Linked DNA regions of Mus musculus: region 1 is linked to region 2. A link is a contact called in public HiChIP or PLAC-seq data. All regions are on one chromosome and are shown on one strand. The core of a region is the stretch at or near the end of the contact, and the rest is flanking DNA. Distances in the headings are between cores, read along the strand shown.

Region 1 (7,230 bases), core at 671-3,170, 230 kb before region 2:
GGCATTGTTAGGAGCTACTGGGGCCTAGCAAAGAAAGCCATCATTAGAGAGTACTATTGAAGGAAATGTTGGGACCCTGACTTATCCCTGAGTTTCCTGTCTGCCATGAGGTAAGAGGCTTCAGTCTACCCAAAACACCCAAGTCATGCTGTCCTGCCTCACCACAAGCAACTGTGCTAATCAACCCAAACAACTGCAGACTGATGTCATAATCCAAAATAAATCACTATGATTTTTAAGATGTTTTAACTCAGGCATTTAGTTACAGCAATGGAAATCTTTACAACTCAGATTATTCTCTCTCTCTCTCTCTCTCTCTCTCTCTCTCTCTCTCTCTCTCTCCCTCTCTCTCCTTGAAGAAAGTGAGAAATGGTTGGTGAGCATAGGCTGTGAGGACTACCAACATGAGGGTCCATTGTATCCGCACAGGGCCTTCCACAAGATCAGTGTCCCTGCAGGTAGAACACTGATAGAATTGAACTCTTATTCTTACAAGGACTGAAGGTATTTTTCACAATTGGATAGTGAACAGGTTTCAAGCCCTTGCTTGTTCACGCCCTGTTTCTACGGTATGAGAGGAAACACTCCCTAATTAACTAAAGATGCTGTTAAGGGATGAAGTCAACAGAACACCAGAATCCAGGTCCTCTTGCTATGCTTGAAGCCTTGCAAGTAACTAATCTATTCATTTTCCATTTCTGCTCAAAGTTACCCTACTGGGGACAAGTTAAGCAACTAAGACACCATCCTGAAAGCACCATGCAGGTGCAACCACAAATGCAGTCTTCAAAGCAGGTAAGTCCCTGCTAAGTTGAGACCCAGGGGCCAGCACACATGCAGTGGAGATCATGGCTGAGGATGCCAAAGGTCTGCCAGCATTTGGATCTTCAATGTCTCCCAAAGGCTGGTGTGGTAAAGGATTCATTCCTAGTCTGTGGTAGGACTGGGGGAGTGCGAGCTTTAGGAAGTGGGTGAGTATGCTCTTGACAGGAATACGTGACCTTGGCTCATTTTGCCTTGCTTTGCTTCCTGGCTGCCATAAATTACAAAGACGTCTTCTGATACATACGTCACTTTGATAAAAGTACAGCTCAGGCTCAAGGTGACAGGGTTAAGTGAACATGTACTGGAATCTCTGAACCCATGATCCATGGGCCCTTCCCCTTAGCCTTAGATATTTTGTTACAAAGATAGCAAAGACACACACATCTCAAGTCTCAATACTGAGAGGTCACAGAGTCAAAAGACTCTGCCATTGTTAACAGAGATGCCCTTGGTCTCCTAGAAAGATCATGTCTAAAATCCAGCAGAAATTGGGATCCTAGAGTTGCAGTTAGGAGGAACTTATTTGGCACTCATAATTCTTCCCATTCTGGTTCAGTGATCCTGACTGAAAGGGGAAAAGAAGGGTGTGCCAAGTTCAGGCAAGTGGATCAAAGCTCAGACACACCCAGGCCAGGGCTCCTAAGGTGTACTGAAGCCCAATGAGGCTCTTCCCAGCACAGTAAATGCAGTCGGGAAACACTCCCAGCAGTTAATCTCCTTCACAGTTTACTTTCTGTGAGCAGACTGTACTAGTTGGGACCTGAAAATAGCCCCAAGTCAAGTGACGAGACTTAGTTGTTTTCTGGATCTGGGTGGCAGCATAACGTGATAGCTTTCTGATTTTATATCGAAGAGACTTTTCTTGATTACCGGACTTTCTGAGTCACAAAATGGGGTCTGTACTTATTTCCTTAGCACTGCACAGAACCCATGATGGGTGATCCCTTAATGTTACAGCAGACACTGAATATCAGCAAAGGAAGGGTTCTTAGGAAACATCACTAGTTTGACTGCAGAATACAGGGACTATGGCTTTCTGGCTATGGTGACACACAGCCCAGGGTAAAGCGTTTCATTTCCTGTTGGCTCTGCCAGGCGGTGACTCTAGCTACCACACCCCAGAATGAGCCAACACAAAATCAATTTTGAAGTTTCTTTCTCTTCCCTGAGGGTGCACTTCAATATTCACGCTCTGAAATGGCATTTCTTTTTTCTTTTGTTAAGTACAGGTACAAACTGGTAGAAATAGTTGTTCACTCCTGCTACAGATTATTATTTATCTGCAACTGACAGCACTATGGGGAAAGGCCCTCGGGTGCCTGAGAAAACAAGGTCCCCCATGCCAGCCTTTTCTGGAGTGGGTGGGTGAGTGGAGGAACATCCTCATAGGAGTCAGCCTTTTCTTTGACAGGATTTCCCATCATTGTCTGCATTGTTGTTAACTCCTGATCTTCGTGCCTCAGCCTCCTGAGCTTCTGGGAATTACACGTGTGTCTCCTGTGCCTGGCTCCTACCTACTTAATCTATAAAATTCTAGCATGAAGGCCAGAGAAATAAAATGACTCAAAGCTGGGTTGTGGTAGTGGTAGCACACGGCTTTAATCTCAGCACTCAGGAGGCAGTGGTAGGCAAAACTCTTGAGATTTTAGTCAGCACTCCACACCATACCATACGATACCATACCAAACCAATCCAAAAAGAACGACTCAGATAAAGAAGGAAGACATTTCTTATCTGATACCGCCCTAATGTTCTTACTGCCTGTCACCTTTCTAGTGGCTCGTGGGTGATAGAGGAAGTAGGGCCCTATTACCTTTATTACAAACAGCATAGAGGCAGCATCATGTCGAGACCCCAGTTTATTCAAATGGCTCCAGTTATCACATTCTGGACTGTCTCTCCTTTTTATTTTCTGTAAAGTCAGGCTTCAGGACAAGTGGCCTCCAAACCCCTTTTGTCTCTGAGGGTGGACAAGGAGGGCATGACTTCTTTCACAGCAGTACAGTAAGTAATATTAGTTTTTGTTTTTTTTTTTAAATAAAAAAGACCTACCACTTTTGGAAAGCAGGAATTGATGCTTACAGTTAGCTGTTATTTTGAATCACATCATTCATGAAAACTAAGGCCTAGAGTTTAAATAAGGATAAATGTCACCCACTTGACCATCAATTGGAGAGACAATGAATCCTAACCCAGCTAAGACATGGTGTGGGCATCACGAGAGCCTGAGTTACATAGACGAGCCTTGTTTTCAGGCCCAGGGCAATCACACTGATTTCTACAGCTTCCTGGAGGCTGGATCTGTCCCTAAGCCTTGATTCTTCTCTTTGGAGAGGTTCTGCTTGGGAACCAAAAAGAGTTGTCTGAATGTTAAATTGCTTGGGGCGACTCCATTTTCCTTGAGCCAGACTCAAGGCTTCTGATTGACAACACCTCTGGAGAGACAGTCGTGTTTTAATTGGACCTAACTAGTGACAGGTAACATCTGTTTCTCTGGAGAAGCTGGTTTGTTTAAAGTAGCTCAGACTTTATAGTGGCCATTCCCTGGTATTTTGGACAGGTTATTTTTGGAGTAAGTATAGGGAGAACTATCTTCATATATCTGATAGATGGCTAAAATATTTATTAGACATCTGTTGCATGAGCTTAGTGGTCTATTGCATACCTACCAAATATTCTTTACCAATGAGGTTATATTCCTGGGAAATGTAGTAATAATTCAACATATAAGCACCTACTTGATTTCTCAGACTGGCAAAACACCCTTTCATGATGTCATTTTATAGGTACTGTAATGGTAGAAATATAGCCAGTTTTGGATAAACACCAGTTGGCCTTCTTCTTCTTCTTTCATTATGTGCAGACCATAAATCCCAGAGCATCGGAGGATTATCACGGAGCTCCCAGATGGGCCTGACTTAGGAAAGTGCTCCTGTTTCTGAATTCTTAGCAATTACAGTCTATATCACTGCTTTGGAATTAATTATGTACAAGCATTCTCCCCCACCCCCAACCAATTATGGTAGGGTTGTAATTGAAAAGTTTACTTGTACTTTCATTGTTTAGGACTTGGACTAAATGGTGGTTGGATTTCCAGCTGGCCCACAGAAGCCTCTTTACCCTAAAGTGTATTATTAGTCCTTTTGCTCCACATTGTTTTCAAGGAAAAAAATGTGTACTAACTTCCCAGCTGGACTCTGAAACACCATGAAGAGATCTTCCCCCAAGCAGCTCAAGACTCAGAGAGGCACTGGGCTTGGCATGTCTTCCCTGTTCCCTGCTTTGCTAGGAGACTCTGTCACTTTCAAGAAGACAGGAAAACATCTCCCAGGCATCCTCAAAACCAAAACCAAACCAAAATGCCACAGTAGGTGTTCTTGTCAGATGGGTTAAGAGTATAGCATTTGGGGCCAGAGACCTGACACACTTAACCAGAGCACAGCTCAGATGTATATATTAAGCTCTGAATGTTTTATGGTTGTCTTCAAAGTTTATGGTCCTTGTGTATGAGAACCACATCTAAGCTCCTCTTTGTCAGGGCAAAGCAACCAGTTCACAGCCAAGTGTGTGAGAGAGGACCTCAATAAACACCCATTGATCCACAATTACAGTTCTATGGGAAAACAATTCAGACAAGGGCCCAGTTAGTCAGGCACTAGCAAGCATCAAAACAGATGGTAATCCAGGTAAACCAACTACACCTGCGGAGGGGCCTTTGCCATCAAGAGCTCTGCCTAGACTGTGCAGGTCCAGGGTGATCTTAAAAGAATGCCCAGAGTCTGCCTTGTCTTTCTGTCCCCAATCTTCAGGATGCACCATCTTGAAGACTTTCCTGAAACAGACCTGCTAGTGGCTTTGTTACTTTATATATTCTGATCTGAATCTTTGAGTGAGCAAATTCCATTCTGCATTTACACACTCATGCCCACCCCAGTCTATCTTTTGATTTTATTCTCACCCCTCCCAATCATACCTTTTGGTGTTGTCTACTATTATACTAAAAAGAAGTCTGTCTGCATCTTCAGGCAGCTGTTTCTATGTTTGTCTTTGCCTCTCTGTCTCTCTGTCAGTCTTTTCTCTCTCTCTCTCTCTCTCTCTCTCTCTCTCTCTCTCTCTCTCTCTCTGTAGAGGGATTTTCTCAAAGGAGGAACTCTTAGACACTTGTATGGAGTTGTTATTTTCTCCACTCTAAGCAAGAAATGGCAAACGAAGGCTCATTAACTCCATCAATGCATCAATGAACCCACTGCCAACAAGTGTTCGAAGTAATGTTTGAACCCAGGCAGGTTTTAAAGTCCTCACCGTAAGCAAAACCCTGCACCAATGGGAGTTCCAGCAAGCTCTATCATAATGCTCTGTTAGATGGGCATGGTAGTTTCTGGAAGCCTGAGGCAAGGGGGTCTAGAGTTTGAGGCCAGCCTGGGTATATAAAAAGATATTTTAGAAATGAATACCCCAAAGCAAACCAAACAAGCAAACTGCAACACTGCTTTATCTGTAAATGGAAGAACGGATGTGATGATGTCATAACCTGTATTTTATGCTCACCACACAGCTATTTGTCAGGCTTACTCTGTTTCAGAAAAAGCTCTATATTTCCCTGGGAACATAGTGTCTCGATGGAGGTTTCTAATTTAGGGGTGGGGTGTGCACTTGACCATGTTCAGAGACAGCTTGGTTGTCCTCAGAGGGCACCACAGGGTATAGAGTTTCTGAGGTGGCTCACCTTGACTACCCAAGGGGGAGTAAAAGAATAACCCTACATGGTTCAGTGTGCTCTAGCAGGAGAAAGCACTGTTTAGAGACACTTCGAAAGGCTGCCAGCAAAATGAACACTTTGAAATGCCACAAAGTCAGATTTAAGTTTTCATTCTATCAGTTCCTAAAGCAGGAATGCACGCAGCAGCCCCTCAAAGCTACCAACACTGCAACACTTAGTTTTTATAAAGTGAGAGAGTGATGGGAAGCTGTCAGAAACAGACCCAAGCTACCAGCTATCATGCAGTCTTCCTTCTTGATGAGAGAGAGAGAGAGAGAGAGAGAGAGAGAGAGAGAGAGAGCGCACACACACACACACACACACACACACACACACACACGTTTTCTTTGTTCTTCTTCAAGAATGGCCAGGGTAAGGGTGTCGATGAATAGGGTACCATGTGGTTTCTCTTTGTATAAACTTTGCTCCTTGGTGTGACTCTCTACTACTCTGATAAACTTACCTGCTTGGCTGCAGAACAATGTTAAAATGGGTTCTCAGCTCTAGTTCACCAAGCATGAAGAACCATATTTTATTTGAAAGATTATGTTATGCATTTGGAAGGACGGCCATTAGTGACTCTGCAATGAGTACTTTGGAATTTTGAGTTTTATTTCTAGAAAAATGCTTTCAATTATATGACCCAAACTACAAATAGAAAACAGCAAAAACATAAATGCCCTCGAATTTCACAGCTCTTCTGGGCTGTTTTATCTGACATGGCCAAGGATAAAGATTCTGTTTAATGAAGTAATTTTGTAAGCAAGAGAAGGCAGAAGTGTGTATCCTAACTGTCTCCTACACTGTTTCCCTCACCAATCTCTTATAGATGATTGAACCCATTTACCTTTTTTAAGTCGAGCAGAAGGAGTTGTCTCCAAAGCCACCAAAATATGCAAGATGATCTTTCTAGAAGCTCAGGTACAAGAATGCCAAACATTCATGGGCTCTTCGGAAGGAGAACACTACCAGCAGCCAAATTACATTGTATACACTGTTCTTTATTAGAGATTTACTGAAGTCTCTTCAGAAAAGAAAAGACCTGCCAACTCCCTGAGTAGGAGGCACAAGACTGAGTGTGAGAATGGAGATCAAATGACTCAGTGTTTAGCACTTCCTTCCTGTGTCAACAGAGCTGTTACAGAATCAAGTCCTTCAATTGGTTGCCAATGGTCCTCTCCTAGCATCCCTGTAAAAGAAAGGATCCTCCTCTCTGATTTCTAATGTCCTGCAGCTATTTGGGCTATTATAGTGAAGTGCTCTTAGAAACCTTAAGGGAGTCCTGCTGGCTCACAGAAGGAAGCACAGCTCCTTGCAGTTCCTGTCCCTGTGTTCTGTCAGCACACCTTTTAAATGTAAAATCTCACTTAGAGGCTCGCACAGAAAAAGCACTCTCATTTATTTGCTTTTAATATTATGAAACTGCAACAGAAATTGGTTTGGCATTTTATATCCCATACTCATGAAGTTAGACTTTTTAAAAATACTACCCAGATTAAATATTTCTAAAATAACGTCATGCGCTAAGTAAGACTATAGCATATAATTTTGCACTTTTGTAATTGTTCCCGGTATTTGTCTTTTACATTTTTTTCCTTTGACATAGGATTCAGATGCACTTTTTTTTTTTTAATAAATTCTACCAG
Region 2 (7,216 bases), core at 2,026-4,525:
ACCAAGAAGAAAGATAGTTCTATAACCCTCAGAAGATTGCTGGCACTGTGACCCTCTGGAAAGTTCCTTTCTCCATTATCATAGGCCAGGCAAGGGGAATATCATGAAATGTAATATCTGAGGATCTATAAAGGGAAGGCTTAGCCACATAGTCCCTGAAATTACTTCATCCAACACACACACACACTCAAGGGAAGGACCGTGGGTATGTTTTGATGGCTTTGACCTATGTAGACAGCTTCCAAGCTTGCCTCTCGAAGTTAATCGTTAGAGTCTCCTAGAAAAAAATCAACTAGGAGGAACAAGGTTAATGCTTTCAGTTCATAGAATGTCCAAGAATCCCCCTCTCCTTTTCCTTCGTTTTTTGTCTGTGTGCTGTTTGTTTTAAGATAAGGAGGAAAGGAAAGAACACTGAAGAACCCTTCCCTGAGAAGCTGCAAGGAATCAAGAAAAACTCTCACAGCCTTTTGCTTGTTTCTTTGTCTTGTTTTGTTTTTGAAACGGGGTCTCACTATGTCAGCTTGCTCTGTTGACCAGGTTGGCCTTGAACTCACAGAGTTCCTCCTGCATCAGCCTCCCACGTACTAGAACTAAGAGCTGGTGCACCATCATGCCCAGTTCTCACGTCTTTTTAGAATAAGCAGAATAGGCTCAGTGGGTAAAGGCACTTGCCTCCAAGCCCGAGGACATGCATTCAAGACCCAGTATCTACATAGTAGAAGAAAATCAACTCCTGTAAATTGTCCCCTGACCTCTACAGGTACATATGCACCCCACTGCCACCACCACACATACACATACAACAACAGGTGTCCAGATTTTGGGTGTAAAACATCTCCCTAAAAGCAAGGGAACCAATACCATAACACTTAGATTCCCTTTGCCTGGAAACCCCTGCATACAGAGCTCCCAGTGCAGACTCCTTCTAGCAAAGAATAGAGACTATTTTCATCTCTGGCTTATTTCCTTGTCCTAGTCTTCCAAAGCTCAATGTGTGTCCTGAGAACAATTCTTCTTGTGTACTCCACTTCTCATTACTTTGCTCATTACAACATCTCCATCAGACACTGATGAAGGAAGGGAAGGAAACAGCCCAATTAGTTACTCTTAGTTCTTTCTAGTTTTAGCAGTAAGCTTAAAGGGTCAGAAAACAGATGTTTTGGTTAAAAATATATTGAAAGATTAGTATAATGTTATTTATTTAGTAATAATAATCTTTATTAAGTAATAATCTCTAATATTCAAATTCTCATCACAGTTTCCTTTTTTAAATCATCCATAATATCCCTAATAATACAGGAGTCACAGAGTCTATTACATAGAGCAAAACACGTGGCTGGGGATAGAGCTTAGAGGTCAACATCTTGCCTAGGATGTGCAAAGCTCTGGATCAGAGCCATAGCAGCACCACAAAAAACAATACTGAGAACAGATCATATCTCAGGCTAATAAGCATATGTGCCAAGAAAACATAAAGCTTCATCTTTTGTGTGTGCGTGTATATGTGTGCATATATGTGCACGTGTGTGTGTGTGTGTGCGCGTGTGTGTTGTATACGTGTTTTGCATTGGACAAAACTGCTATGTGCATGATAGAAGTACCCTGTGGCTTTTCAAGATTGCTTTCAACATTAAAATAATCCATGTAAAAATTATCCAGGACAGCTAGATTAATGAGCAAGTCTGACAGTCTGGAGAGGCTATTGCTTTACATGGTCATAAAACACACACATTTACTTTCAGCTATATATATATGGACAAAAGGTCACATGTAACCAGTCAGGCAAGAGGAAGACACACTCTGCTCCATCCAGGGATTGTTACAGCAGGTCAAGATAACTGAAGCAGACCTGCGGACTGTGGAGTCTCCCATGTTCTTCCTTGAAGTAAACTGGGCAACCCGCTAGAAGTAGGGTCTTGGATGTCACTGTCAATCTACAGTCTTCATTATTCTTTCAGTCATCCCATGTATCGGACTTTAAACTCAACCCTTCCTTCATGCTTTTCATGGGAAAGGTCGCATCAATTTTATGCTGTTTTTCTACTTTGTTTATGTTCTTGTGGATTTTAAAATAATGTTTCCAGTGGTCTAACAAAACTGAATGTGACATACAGTAAAGGGATGGAAAGGTACCAGCAGTTAACAAGGGAGACTGACACAGGCCAGCCAGCACACAGAGCCCATCTTTGTCTGCTCGCCTTTATTGCTTGCGCTCATCCACCACTCCATTAGTCCCATCTGCCTCCACCCCAGCCCAGCACCAGCACCTCAGTAACCCAGTCCTGTCCACAAACTCTTCACAGTTGATTAGGCCTTTCCTCTGCTCTGGGCAGCTGCCAGCCCCACACCTGAAGGAGAAATGACATTTGGGCCATTTGAGTCACCTGGGGAGAATTCAGCCTTTTTGTTTTGTTTTGTTTTGTTTTGTTTTTGTTTTTTTGTTTTTTCCAGACAGGGTTTCTCTGTATAGCCTTGGCTGTCCTGGAACTCATTCTGTAGACCAGGCCTCGAACTCAGAAATCCGCCTGCCTCTGCCTCCCGAGTGCTGGGATTAAAGGCGTGTGCCACCACACCCAGCTAGAATTCAGCCTTTTAGGTGAGCATAAAACCCAAGGAGAGGCATGCATAAACAAGAGAAGGAACAGACAAAGGTCCATTTTGCCACTATTCCACAGTTATGGTGTCAGACCCAAGTGGGCCAGTTTCACATTATCTGTATGAAGAAAAGTGCATGCAGGGACTCTCAAGCTGTCAAACAGAATGGCAGTTCTGTTTCTTGTTTGGAAAGAACTCTGGTGCTAAGATGTAAATATGGGTGTGTCTGGCTGTTTGCTATTCTGGGAATCCTTGTCTAACAAAGTAGAGAAGTTGTAGCCTAAAGACAAGGCCTGGGCAAGGCTGAAAGGCAGCCCTGTTTCCTCTTCCTGCCCCTCCCAAACTCTTCCAGGGAGCCCACTTCCAGCAGGGCAAAGAGCAAACAAGAGCTTCGAATGGAAAATCAGCCCTTAAACACTCCCCGGAGCACAATTGAGGGGGAGGGGGGAGGAGGGGGAGGGAGGAGAAGGAGGAAGAACAGGAGGAGGGCAGGATCACCAAAGAGCTACTCTTCAGAGACCCAGGGGACTCCAGCTGTGATGTGTCTACATCCTGGACAAGAAAAGTAGAGAGGGATCTGGGAGGGCAAATTCAAAAAGGCAGAGGGTTATAGAAAGCCAAGCCATCCCTAAGGAGCCGTCCACACAGCAAGCTATGCAGACCAGCAACTGCTGGACTGTAGTGCCTGTGACTCTCCATGTTCTGATTACTCTGGCTGAGTCAGACCACACAGAGAGGCATCTGGGCTTTGGCATCATTTGGGCACTTCACAACCTACTGGGAGCTGGCGGTAGTGCAGTTACTTCCTGGGATATTTATTTTATTTTATTTTTTATCTTATTTGCTTTTAATTTTATTTTGGGGGGGGGGGTGAAAAATAAACACAAAGTCTTGTACATACACATGCTAAACATGTACTCTACCACTGAATTATACTTTTCTGAGAATTTATCCCATGGTCAAGATTAGGGAGTCCAGGGGCTCTCTCCTATAGGAGTTGAAAGCTAGCCTGGGTTACATAGTGAATTCCATAAGAGCTGGGACTACTGTGTAACAGAGCACAAAATCTTGTCTCAAATAACCAACAACATATAAGTTATTGATTATATATATTTATATATAAGTACATATATAATATATAACATATAATATATAAATATATATCCTACTATATATTAGGTAGTCCACATACTCCTGTGTGTGTGTGGTGTATGCACACACTTGTCTGTCCTGGAACTCTGTAGACCAGGCTGGTCTCAGCAATCCACTTGCCCCTGCCTCCTGAGGGCTGGTATTAAAGGTTCCTCCACCATCTGGCTCTCTTCACTTCTTCATAGTGGTTAGCTGAAGAGACAGCTCACTAGTTTAGAACACTGGCTGCTCCTCCAAAGCAGGAGTTCAATTCCCAGCACTCAAATGTCAGCTCACAATTCTCTATAACTCCAGTTCCAGGGGATCCTTGTTCAATTCTGGCCTCTGTGGGTACTAGGCAGGCATGCTCTACACAGACATACATGCAGGCAAACATTCATATTCATAAATACGTTTCTTAAAACATGAAGTCAAGGATAAAAACAATCCCTTGTACAGACTTTATACAATAGGTAGAGCATTCCATGTAATCTAGAGAAGCATCCTGTGTTGTATTAATTCAAATTAATTGACCGAGTCAACTATTCATTTGCACAAATATTGAATAATGGCCTGCTCCAAACACTAAAAGGGATAGGAGGTGGTGGGGTGCTGATCAAGATAGACTGCATAGGAGTATCTACCTGATGGTTAGAGAGTCAGTCAACAAACAACTAATGTATAATTTGAGCGCCAGGTCAGTGCTTTGAAGAGCGAAAGAAGATATGAAGGTAGAAACTGACTAGGCTGTTTCAGAGCACAGACTGAGCATCTGTCATTTTGTAGGCTAGCACTAGATGGAGGCACCCATTGCCAGAGGAGGCAATCAGGTAGATGGATCCCCGCCACAGAGCTTTCAAGAAACCTTTAAAAGCCAGAAGAGGAGGTCATGTTGGGGACAACAACCCAAGGATGATACTAGGAGCCCATGGCCTCCAAAGAGAATAAGACACAGATTCAAATTCTACCAACAGCCAGACATAATGATGCACACCTGTATTCCAGCCCTTGTCAGAAGGCAGGAACATCAGGAGTTAGTATCCAGCCTTAGCTACACGAGTTTCAAACCCAGCCTGGGCTGTATGAGGCCCTGTCTCAAATAAATTTTCCCAATGATTATTGAAAGCCTACTCTGCCAAATGCTTACAGCTCTTCACACTGAGCACCTACAGGGGTTGCAAAGCTAAGTGAGGAAACTGGGAAAGCACTAGCAACAGTAAAGGCTTTCCAAACCTGCAGCAAAGAAACCTTAATTCAAAATCATATATATATATATATGATCATCGATATATATGATATATATATATATATATATATATATATATATATATATATATATATATATATATACACATACACACAATCAGGGGCTGAAGAGTGAAGAGATAGCTAGGGGCTTAAGAGCATTTGCTTCTCTCACAAAGGCTCTGGGCTTGATTCCCAGCACCCACATGGCTGCTCACAAATGCTTGTACCTCTGGCTCTAGTGGGATTCCTCTCGCCCCTTTATCTCCACAGGAACCAGACACACACACACTGTGGGGAAAGTGGTACCTAGACTCAGGCACACACACATACACATAAAATAAAAAGTAAACAAACAACACAAGTAAAAACAGGCGTGTGGTGCATGCCTATAATTCCAGCACTTAGGAGTAGGAGTTCAAGGCCATCTGCAGCTACATAAAAACTGTGAGGCCATCCTGGGCTACATGAGACTCCATCTTAAAAACAAAGCAAACAAAACGCAGGTTGAAACAAGGCTGAGCTGTTTCTGGCAGTGCTCCCCCATGATGCTGTTTCATAGGAGCCTTGATTCTGAACACACACCATGCATGCTTCAGTGGCATCTGCCACCATGCCACAACTTGCCAGCAAATACTGCCTCAAACACACAGACTTGGATTCTATTACTATGTTTTGAATTTCAGTGCTTTCTCTATGCATGCAAAGCTTTATGCTCTTATTGAGAAGGAATGGTTTAATTACGGAAAACAAGAACTTTAAATAGCTTCTTACTGTTATCCTTCATCGTGTAACTATCAAATTAGTGCATCTTCAAAATGTATTATCTTAGAATGTTTGATTTTTAAAAAGTGCTGTTCGAGATGCTGACTTGAAATACATTTAAAAAATCAGTCAGTAAATATTGGCTTGAAACTGGGATGGAATTTCTGCAATTTCTGAAATGGCTATAAACATACTTTTGACATTTGTGTTGTGTGTTTATATGAGTGATATTCTCAGCCCAATTATAAAACCAAGCTATCAACACTGAAGAGTATTAAAGAAGCCCTGCGTCTTACAGTATCAAATATTCAGCCAAGATGTAAATCCTTATATAAAGATAAACAAGCATATTCATCTCAGTATGCAATTCTTTTGCATCTTTAATAAATGATCAAAGTACACACACACACATATAAACAAGCTTCTTTATTATTTAGCCCCATAAATATATAATTTATATACCTCTCTTATTATAATTGCATGTATCCACAGTCATCCCAGTTGAAAGGCACTAGGGACAGAAAGTTCAGGAAGCGTTCAAGCCACAGTATCATCACTGTTGCCGATATTCTCAAGATGACCATATGCCACCTTTTCCAAACAGTTCTGACTTGCAACTGTTGCCCAGTGAAATTATTTATAGAGTTCTCTTTTATTCTCAAAGGCGTCTGAGTTTGAACAATGAGTTACATGATCACCCAGGGTTTCCTTATACAGTTGACAGATAAACCAAAATCCCTAGGGTAGGAAGCTTTGTCAGCCTTCTGTCTAATTAAGACTGGTTGGTTAAGTGTCCCTCCATGTGACTAGCATGTCATGGGATGTTAGATGCACATGTGTGAGACATGGTCCTGGACCAGCACCCTTGGGTTGTAACAGCGTGAATGGACAAATGCAGATATAAAGCAGAGTTGCAGATTTGAACGTGTGGCACTGCAGGTGATGTTGTTCTGAAAGATGCTGCCTCCTCAGCTCATCCTCAAAGAGCCATGCATGTCTCATCAAAGCACGCATGTGTCAGCCAGAGTCAGATCTTGAAACTCTGACTGGGACTCTCGCCCTTCTTTTGTGATTTTTCCATCTCCCCCTTCCAAAATCACTAGCCTGTAAGTTCTCGGATGCCTGGGTGCCACTCTCAGACTTGTCCTTCTTCACAGAGACTGACGAGAGAGACAGCTCAATCCCCAGTCTTCCTGGTAAGCCACTGACCAATATCTAAATCGACTCCTGATATGTTTCTCAATCTTCACACACCCTAAGGATTTTCTTCTCCCTCACCCAAGAGGGCCCTCTGCCATGTGTCAAAATGCTTTCCCACGTAGGTAAACGCACCTCATCCTCCCAGTTACCTGGAGCAAATATTTTCAAGCTGTCTCTGACCTCCCTTTTCTGTTCAACACTACATCTGATCTAAGCGAATTCCTTTGGCCTTGCATTCAGTGTCCGTCAGGAATCTTCTTCCTTCTTATCACAATCTGCT

What was found. HiChIP or PLAC-seq counts read pairs in DNA pulled down with a chosen protein or histone mark.
Region 1: a contact with region 2 is called in an H3K4me3 HiChIP or PLAC-seq map of embryonic stem cells, with 26 read pairs. The contact joins two enhancer-like sites. A contact is called at or near these places in 3 of 484 Hi-C or Micro-C datasets (the AML12 cell line, embryonic heart and nephron progenitors), 5 of 115 datasets of contacts at active chromatin or transcription factors (embryonic stem cells, pancreatic cancer cells and stem cell-derived neural progenitor cells) and 1 of 9 other capture datasets (embryonic stem cells).

What each region holds. Positions count from the first base shown.
Region 1 is chr2:20,748,176-20,755,405 of GRCm38.p6, reverse strand. All of the region lies in intron 7 of Etl4 (enhancer trap locus 4), which reads right to left. Among named protein-coding and RNA genes, the nearest start is that of Arhgap21, 220 kb to the left of the region's middle. Within about 2 kb of position 1,920, at least 51 of the 459 cell types and tissues checked have an H3K27ac peak or open chromatin away from gene starts, as enhancers often do. A contact at or near this core is called in embryonic stem cells and pancreatic cancer cells, where this site is marked.
Region 2 is chr2:20,522,155-20,529,370 of GRCm38.p6, reverse strand. The region is part of intron 2 of Etl4 (enhancer trap locus 4); the gene reads right to left. Among named protein-coding and RNA genes, the nearest start is that of Gm17171, 190 kb to the right of the region's middle. Within about 2 kb of position 3,275, at least 70 of the 459 cell types and tissues checked have an H3K27ac peak or open chromatin away from gene starts, as enhancers often do. A contact at or near this core is called in embryonic stem cells and pancreatic cancer cells, where this site is marked.